Linked DNA regions of Mus musculus: regions 1 and 3 are each linked to region 2. Evidence: chromatin contacts called from public HiChIP or PLAC-seq and promoter capture Hi-C data. All regions are on one chromosome and are shown on one strand. Each heading gives the region's core, a stretch centred on a gene start, on an enhancer-like site or on the middle of the called end of the contact. The rest is flanking DNA. Distances are from core to core; before and after follow the strand shown. Region 1 holds the start of Arhgap45 (Rho GTPase activating protein 45). Region 2 holds the start of Adat3 (adenosine deaminase, tRNA-specific 3). Region 3 holds the start of Hmg20b (high mobility group 20B).

The links. Promoter capture Hi-C pulls out the DNA fragments that hold promoters and counts their contacts. HiChIP or PLAC-seq counts read pairs in DNA pulled down with a chosen protein or histone mark.
Region 1: a contact with region 2 is called in a FOXA1 HiChIP or PLAC-seq map of pancreatic cancer cells. The contact joins the promoter of Arhgap45 here to the promoter of Adat3 in region 2.
Region 3: a contact with region 2 is called in a promoter capture Hi-C map of erythroid cells, with 7 times the contacts expected there. The contact joins the promoter of Hmg20b here to the promoter of Adat3 in region 2. A contact is called at or near these places in 4 of 39 promoter capture datasets (cranial neural crest, erythroid cells, liver and 1 more).

Annotation. Positions count from the first base shown.
Region 1 is chr10:80,015,357-80,018,292 of GRCm38.p6, reverse strand. Arhgap45 (Rho GTPase activating protein 45) reads right to left here and starts at 1,621. Exons shown (of 23, transcript NM_001142701.1): 1 at 1,375-1,621; 2 at 189-513. The coding sequence starts at 1,467. Abca7 (ATP-binding cassette, sub-family A (ABC1), member 7) reads right to left here. Exons shown (of 47, transcript NM_001347081.2): 47 at 2,721-2,936. The coding sequence ends at 2,835.
Region 2 is chr10:80,601,356-80,604,129 of GRCm38.p6, reverse strand. It overlaps Adat3 (adenosine deaminase, tRNA-specific 3), which reads right to left and starts at 1,250. Exons shown (of 2, transcript NM_001100606.1): 1 at 1,181-1,250. It overlaps Scamp4 (secretory carrier membrane protein 4), which reads right to left and starts at 1,248. Exons shown (of 7, transcript NM_019575.4): 1 at 1,181-1,248.
Region 3 is chr10:81,348,850-81,351,730 of GRCm38.p6, reverse strand. It overlaps Hmg20b (high mobility group 20B), which reads left to right and starts at 1,304. Exons shown (of 9, transcript NM_010440.3): 1 at 1,304-1,597; 2 at 2,243-2,351; 3 at 2,642-2,845. The coding sequence starts at 1,560.

The sequences.
Region 1 (2,936 bases), core at 372-2,871, 590 kb after region 2:
CTTTCTTTCTTTCTTTCTTTCTTTCTTTCTTTCTTTCTTTCATTCTTTCTGAGTCAGGGTCTCACTGTAATTCTGGCTGACCTGCATAAGACTCAAGTGTAGACTCACAGAGATCCTCCTGCCTGAGTGCTGGGCTGAGAGGCTGCCCACCTCCTGCCCTCCCTCCGTGCTGCTCTGAAGATCCTCACCGTCCTGCAGCACACACTCCTTGAGCTTCTCCAAGCCCTCAGCAAAGCGGGCCACATCCGCCAGCAGGGTTGAGATGTCTTCTACGCCATCAGGGAAAGCTCCCTCAGTGGGTAACTCTGCCGGACTGGCCGCAGAAAGGGGGCTTCGGTACCCACGGCCCAGGGTCCAGGTGGCAGTGCCCGAGAGCGGGAAGCCTGCTGCACTGGCATGGCGGCTCAGGCTGGTGGGTCTTTTGAGTGTCCCTGTGCCCTTGGCTACCGTGGACAGGGATGTGGCTGGTGGCTCCAGGCCGGGAGCTTCTGTCCAATCCTTCCTGGGCAGCTCCTAGGTATGCATAGGGAAGAGGAGTCAAGGGGATCCCCCATCCCAGACACTGCCTCAGTTTCCCCAGAAAGTCCTCACAGGGGTCAGAGGTCAGTGGGCAGAGAATTTTAAGCTCCCCCCCCCCCACCTGTTACCCAACATCCTCCTGTCTATAGCTTTCACAAACAACCGTCCCTACCCAAACCACAGCCAGAGGCGGGGCCTGTGGGGCACAGGAGGGAGGGGGCACCCCACTTCCTGGTGGGGGTGGGGAGGACTCTTGTGAGTCTCTAACCCTGTAGCCACCCCAGATACCTCTACGGGTGTCCACTTTCTAAAAACATGGATAACTTCTGTGACCTGAAAAGATCATCAGGCTCCTGTGTCTCAGGACACCCCCAGACCTAGTAGAGGTACCCCTAAACCTCACAAATTCTCAAAAGCTCAGCAGGCAGCAGCAGGTCCTGGAGAAACTTGGAGACCCCCCCAATCTGCTCTGTACACCTGCACCCCAGTTCAACACCAGTTCCCCATTGGCTTTCAGAACCCTAAAATTGCCCAGACCCCATATTACAGTGTAGTCACTAGACTCCAATACCAGTTCTACCCACTACCCACAACCGTCATTGGCACACGACGGGGACATCCCTCATCAAGATGGGTGACTTGGTTGCCACCCAAGGCCATCCCTACCTACCGTAATGCGGCCTCCTAGGTTCAGGCCACTCCTTGTCGCCGGCCATTCTGCCTGGTGTGGACTATAGCTGGCCCGGTTCCCCCAGCGTGGACCCAGCATGGTGTTGTAGTTGCATGCTATGCCCATCAGTGACCACAGGCTGTGGGTGTCATCCTGGGTCCCCACCCGCTCTGTGCCCCACTCACCCCTGAGGAGGACTGCGGGTTGGGGCTCCCCGCGCGGTTCTTTTTGGAAATAGAGGGAGTTTTCATAAGTTCTCGCTTCTTCCGAGAGAACATGGTGGAGTCAGCCCCAGTGGCCCTAGGTGAGGACAGGCGGGCAACGGCAGGGTGGGAGTCTGGGGGTGGTCTCAGTCCTGCAACTCCTGGTGCAGGCTGTCTCTGGACCACATTGCTCAGGGCCACCCCCTCCCCAGCTGTCAGAGCCACACGTGACTGGCTTGGCTCTCATTGGCGCATAAGTCTCCTACACAGGAAAAGGCTCCCCAGCAGAGGGAGGGAGGTGACACCTCAGATCCGCCCCCAGTGTGACTGTCCCAAGTGTCAGCTCTTATAGGACTCTGCACACTGACTCTGACACAGGTTCCCCACAGCAGGCCACCTTCCACTTGCAGCCTGTGTCCTGTGTGGCCACCCGATCCAGGCATTAGCTGACTCTTGCTTGGGACATAACATACAGTCAAGAAAGGCAGTGTCATGTGTATACTGATATGAAAGACCAGAGAGGAGGCTGAGCAACAGGTTCACACACAGATCAAACAGACACCCCCTGAGTCCCTCACCATGCACAGGTGACCCCCCATTCCCTATAATCACCAGCCTTACAGTCTTCTGGGGACCATAGGACCTGAAGGTGCCATGCCTGGGTGGCTTCCATCCAGCAACCCAGGAGCTCCACTGCCCTGCTGGCCTCCACTTAGCTCCCACTCCCACTCTGCCCTCTATATCCCAGCTCTGAGCTTCAGGTCTCAGGATCCCCAGAGGTACTATTTAATAATTTAGACACCATGTCCCTTAACCATCCCAAACTCCACTGACCTCAGGCACACTGGGTGGCTCTCGGGGACACAGCCCAGAAAGGCCGCAGCCTGCAGTACCTAGGCCCGCTCTCCAAGCTCTGGTCCAGCCACAAACCCAGCCGAGGAGCCCCTTAAGGGTCCCGTGCCTCCCACTCATAGTTGGATGGCTGGGGGTGGGCTTGGGAGGTTGTCTCAGGATGAAGACTGGCTGGCTCTGGGGTGGGCTTCTGGTCCGGTCAGGCCAGGAAAGTACCAGGGTCCTCTATACCGTCTGGAACATTCCACAAGCCTGACCTCATCTCTACTTCACGGTCAGAAACACTCACAAGTCCCGCCCTTGGGTGTCAGACCCACATAGGTACATGCAGGTCAGGATACGTGTGACTGGACACCTGGGAAGTGTCCGTGTTGCAGGCAATTCACAGCAGGACACACGCGCATACTGTACATGTGATAGTGTATGGGACTGTACAGAGCTAAGACTCCTAAAACACAAACTCAGCCGTGGCCTCATTCTCATTCTAGTTTCTTTTTATTTCCCCCAGAGCCCAAGGCTTTCTGGGAGCCAGCGTATGGTACAGAGATCCTCTGTCTGAGCTTTGCCACTCAGTCCCAAGGCAGGCATGCTCAGATCATGGTCTCCACAGAGCTGGGGTCTTCCAGGAATCGGCTGACACGTTTGGGATGCTGCCGGCCAGGTTTGGAAACCTCCTCTTCTTCAGCCTCCTG
Region 2 (2,774 bases), core at 1-2,500:
TTTGTTTGTCCCCTCAAGACTAGACAACAAGGGACACAGAAAGATGGATGCCTTGGGGACAGATGACAGCCTGGGCTTATGGGCCTCTGGAGAGGAGTTTAATAGCTATAGGATGGTAGCCAATGCTTGGCCAAAGGGGCCCTTCATGTTCATTGCAATTGTGGCCTGTTATTCCCTTGTTTTAGGTGACAGGTGCCCACTGTACACCAGCATGGGAACAGGTTTGAAAGGGGCTCCTTGTACCACAGACAAGGACCTGCGGTCCAGCAGACACTTCCCACCTCTGAGGAACCACACGCCCTCTGCATTCAACAACTGCAGGCAAACAATGGGCCTTGGGTCCTGGGTATAGGGTCCAAAAGAATGGGACCGTGGCTGGACAGACTACAAGGATCAGGTCTGGAAGCTCAGGCCTGAAATACAAGTCACTCAATAAGCCACTAGATGGGAGTTCGGGGCCAGCTTCAGCGGTACAGGAAACTTCCAAAATAAAAAAAATGAAGTGGGCTCGGGGTAGAGCTCAGCAGTGCTGAGCCTACCTATGTCCACCAGTGAGGGACTGAAGCTTAGGTTAGGGCCCCTTGTGAGGGGATGGGGTGTGGCGCAGGGGTAGAGTCCCTGCCTGGAATCATCCATTTAAGGGCTGGGTACAAAGATTAGCGAAAGCTCCTGGAATCCACTTCTGAAGGGAGGGGAAGGGGATCAGTAGTCCAGTGCCAGTCTAATATAACCAAAGTCCAGGATTCGATCCCTGGTACCACCAAGATACCCCAAGAAACCCCATAGGGTACAAGAGCTTAAAGGGAAACTGCACACCTGCTGTAAGGATGGTGGATAAGATAACCCTGAGGCAGGGGACTGTGATGACCCGGAACATACAACCGGAAGCAGCTGGAAATCACAGGGTTTCCGGAATCAGAAGTAGGGTACACGCGTGCGCCGCAAACCAACGGCATAGGGCGCGGTGGGCGAAAAGCCCTGTGCACACGCGTACTAGCGTTGACTACTCGCGCACGCGTACTCCCACCGCCTCCCGGGACGCGCACAACCCTCTCAGGCTACGCGGTCTGTCCCGATAAGGCCTTCTTTCCCTGTCCACCGCCCTTGCCTTGTCACCATCTCCGGTGCCCCATGGCGGATTCGGAACGGCGAAAGCCGAACCCCTACGGCGGCTGCTCACCTGAGGGACACCCGAGCGAACGCCACGCTTATCCAAGTCCTAGCAACCGGGCCGCCACGCCTGCCACCGCGGGGCACCACGGGAGCGTAGTTCCATGGGCGGGGCCTGCGCGATGCGACTACATTTCCCTTAAGGCCGTGCGCGTGGCTGCTTCACAAGGCCTTGCTGAGTCTAGGGGGTTTTCTTATGTGTGCTGCAGCGAGTAGAATACTGTGGTTTGAGATCCTGGGATGGCACTGAACTCGGCCCCTTTGTGACACTTTGAGACATCAGCAGAGAGAAGACTTGAGGCAGAAGGAGACTCTATGGCCATTAGTCACTCAAAGAGCATCTGCCATCATACTTCTGTAAAGTCCCATGTTGCTGGTGAACAATCACTTTTACTGCTTGGAAAGTGACTGTAGTCTGAAGTTTTAGGTCCACTCAGGCCCTCATTCTCCTCATCTGTACATGGGTGAAACAGATATGTGAACTTCTGAATAAGTCTGGGGCTGGGGCTGTTCATGGAGTGTTTTCCTAGCACCCAGGAGAACCTGGATTCCATACATAGCATTCCTCATGGCACAAGCTGGTCATGCCTGCACTCTGGGGGTGGATACAAGAGAACAAAAGTTCAAGATGGTTGGGGCGAGGGCCTTTAACCCCAGCACTTGGGAGGCAGAGGCAGGCAAATCACTGGGAGTTCCAGGACAGATCCTGTCTTTAAAAAACAAAAACAAAAGATGAAGAAAATAAATGAACAAGTAATAGAGGCAGGAGAGATGACCTAACATTAATACCTTTTAGTTAATTATTGTTTTAGATAAAGAGTTTCACAGTGTAGCTTTATCTGCCCAACATGTCATTCCCAGGCCAGAGTCCCTGAGTCTCTCCCAGGGTCCTTCTTCCTCTGTGGCTTAGGACATAAACAGCAGATTGCCTGGCTGAGCCCTGACCAGCAGGAAGGTAGAAAGTGGCACCAGAGAGCCTGGGGTTGGCTCCAGGATCAACCTGTTTGCAATCTTCTAGGCCTGTCTGCCAAACACAATCTTTCTGGAATAAGGAATGCCTTGTGACCAGCTTATCAGAGCAGAGTAGGTCCCATGAGTTTGGTGTATGGCTGCTTGCAAGACAGATAAGTGGGAGATTAGTGTGGATATGACCAGCATTACAAAGCTAGAACCCAAGCCGGGTGGTGGTGGTCCACGCCTTTAATCCCAGCACTTGGAAGGCAGAGGCAGGCAGATTTCTGAGTTCGAGGCCAGCCTGGTCTATAGAGTGAGTTCCAGGACAGCCAGGGCTATACAGAGAAACCCTGTCTCGAAAAACAAACAAAAAAACGAAGCTAGAACCCTTAGGTACAGTGTCTGGCTTCTAGGAAGCCATGTGAACCAAGGGTCTTGGGAAGAAAACCAAGTTTTGGGTCATCACACCAAAACAGGGCCACCAGGAAACCCATGTTGTTTCTTTAATATTTTTTGACTAAGCCCAGGTCCATAGAAATGCTAGGCCAGGAGCTGTAGAGATGGCTCTGTGGCTGAGAGCACTGGCTGATCTTCCAGAGGATGAAGGTTCAGATCCTAGCACCCACATGGTGGCTCACAGCCATCCCTAA
Region 3 (2,881 bases), core at 55-2,554, 750 kb before region 2:
AAAGATTTATTTGGGCTGGTGAGATGGCTCAGTAGGTAAGAGCACCTGACTGCTCTTCCAAAGGTCCGGAGTTCAAATCCCAGCAACCACATGGTGGTTCACAATCATCTGTAACAAGATCTGACACCTATTATTTCACGTTTATGAGCATTTTCCCTGCATGTAAGCCTGTTTGCTTGCCTAATGCTCAAAAGGGTAAAAAGAGGTCTCCTGGGACAGTTACAGATACTTTTTAGCAGACAAATGGGTGCTGGGGATCGAACCCAGGTTCTCTGCAAAAGAAACAGGCACTCCTAACCATAGAACCAACTCTCAGTTTCTCTTTTACTGTGGGATGTTACAGAAGACTGGAGTAAAATCACATTTGGCAACCTAGATGTGTGGTGCTGTCTCTTCCATTTGGATAATGCGGATCAAATTCAAGTTGTTGGGTTTCTCTGTAAACCCCTTGGCTTGCTGAGTCAGTCCGCACTGACCTTCAAAATGATTTTTTTTTTTTTTTAATGAAAATGCTCTTAGCCCAGCTTCTATCTCAGATCTAGGTGTCAGCCTCCCAGCCTGTTACTCCTCCTATGGTTCAATGTACCCCTTGGTCAGAGAGTAAAATCAAGGTTCCACGGGAAGGGAAATCAGTGCCTGGTGGTCATTTCCCCAGTCCTCCGTTTATAAAGCATACGTTCATTTATTGATTTAGGTCTGTGTGTGATGCACATGGCACAGCACACAGTGGAGTTCAGAGGACAACTTGCTGGAAAACCATTCTCACATTCCACTTTGTGGGTTCCGAATGCAAGTCGTCCACTAGGTGGCGAGCACCTTCAAGTGCTGTGCAATCTCACCAGACCCATTTTTTTTCAACGTAGTAAGAAAAACTACACCTGGCCGTACTGCAGGGGCGGGGGGTGCCTCTTTGGAACCTAACTCCTTCCTTAGAAGCCTACTAAAAACGCCTCTTCTGCCGAATATCCCCGGTCCCCATCTCCACACCCTAGCTCACCGGTCAGAATGGGGACTACTGGCCCTTTAAGGAGCTCCGCCCCACAGCACGCCGCCAGTCGCCTCCGATTGGTCCCGAGCGCGCCGGAGCGCAGCCGAACTTGACGCACCCGCCCGCAACCTGCCGACGCACCTCCCACGCGGCTCCGCAGATCTTCAGCCAACCACCGCCCGGCGCGCCGAGACTAATCTGCATGACCCCACCTCTCATGGAGGCCTCAGCCAATTAGAGCGCTATCCTTGGGTTCATTAGCATGAGGGCGGAGCGGGCGCGGGCGCTTGGTTGGACCGTCGCCGCGTCTCAGGTCCCGGGAAAGTTTTTTCAGAGGTGAAAAGAGCCGGGAAGTCCGGGCCTGCGCGGGGCGGGGGCTGCGGGGCGCGGCCTCCGGGACTCGATCTCGCAACAAAGGATCGCGGGGCCTCCTGCCCGAGGACCTCCCCGCCCCGGGATCCGCCTCCCCGGTCCGGGCCCCCCGGGGATCGCCCTGCGGTTCCCATCGAGGTGGCAGGCAGGACCCCCTGACCTTTGCCGGCTTCTGTTCCAGATCCCGCCCGGAGTGGCCATGTCCCACGGTCCCCGGCAGCCAGGCGCAGCCACCGCGTGAGTGCGCCTCCCCCAGCCTGTCCCGACCCTGGATAAGCCCTGTCCCCATCGTCGGGTACCCCTGGAAATGCCTTGTGTCCATCTCGAGTACCAGGGGTCATGCCCTGTCTCCACCCCGGGTACTCCTGGACATGTCCTGTCCTGCATCCTTGGGAACTCTTAAACATTCCCTATATCCACCCTCGGGTACCCCTAAACACACCATGTCCACGCTGGGATCTCTGGACATACCCTGTCTCATCCTCAGGTACCTCTGTGTACCTCTGTTTTGGGAACCCCTGATCCTGTCCTGTCCCTATACCCTACCTACCTTATCCCCACTACAGGAACTTCTGACCATGTCCTGTCACCCTTCGGGGATTTCTGTACTCCCTGTAGAACTGCCAAGACACCCTATGGCCTTCCTCACTATCTCATCTTCCTCCCAGGCCCCAGGACCAACTCACCTCGTCCTCCGTCCCCACCCCGCCAGTGGCCTACTGTGATCCTTGGATCCTCAAACTCTGGGTCCCCACCCCCTTTTTCCAGGCTCATGCGTGCTCCCACATACTTCTGTGATCTCCAATGACAAGAAGGGGATGGGTAGGTATGGGGGAATGATTTTGGCACTGATGGATGACGCTGGTTTCCATTGTCCCCAAGACCTGCGGGAGGCAAGACTCCGGGCCAGCACGGGGCCTTTGTAGTGGCTGTCAAGCAGGAGCGCAGCGAGGGTTCCCGAGCTGGAGAGAAGGGGCCCCAGGAGGAGGAGGTGAGTCCCCATCTGAAAAGCCTGGCCGGCCGCTGGCTCAGCAACACATACCTCACAAATCCAGACTATAAGATCCTCCCACTGCCTAGCAAGAGGCCACACCCCAGCCTAGCCTGTCAGTGGCTTCAGCCCCACCCCTAGGAGGCTGTCTTGGTGCAGGACCCGTAGGTTCTCTAGAGTTCTGACCCTTGATCTGCCGACCTACCACTAGACTAGGCCCCGCCCATATGCCCCAGACCCCCACCCACACTTCCCAGAGCCCCTCCCAAGGACACAGCCTCCTCCTGCAGCCAGTGAAGAAGCGAGGCTGGCCCAAAGGCAAAAAAAGAAAGAAGATTCTCCCAAATGGGCCCAAGGCCCCCGTCACTGGCTATGTTCGCTTCCTGAATGAGAGGCGGGAACAGATTCGCACCCGCCACCCGGACCTTCCATTCCCGGAGATCACGAAGATGTTGGGCGCCGAGTGGAGCAAGCTGCAGCCGGCAGAGAAGCAGGTAGAGACCAGAGAAAGGGGTGGCAGAAACAGGAGG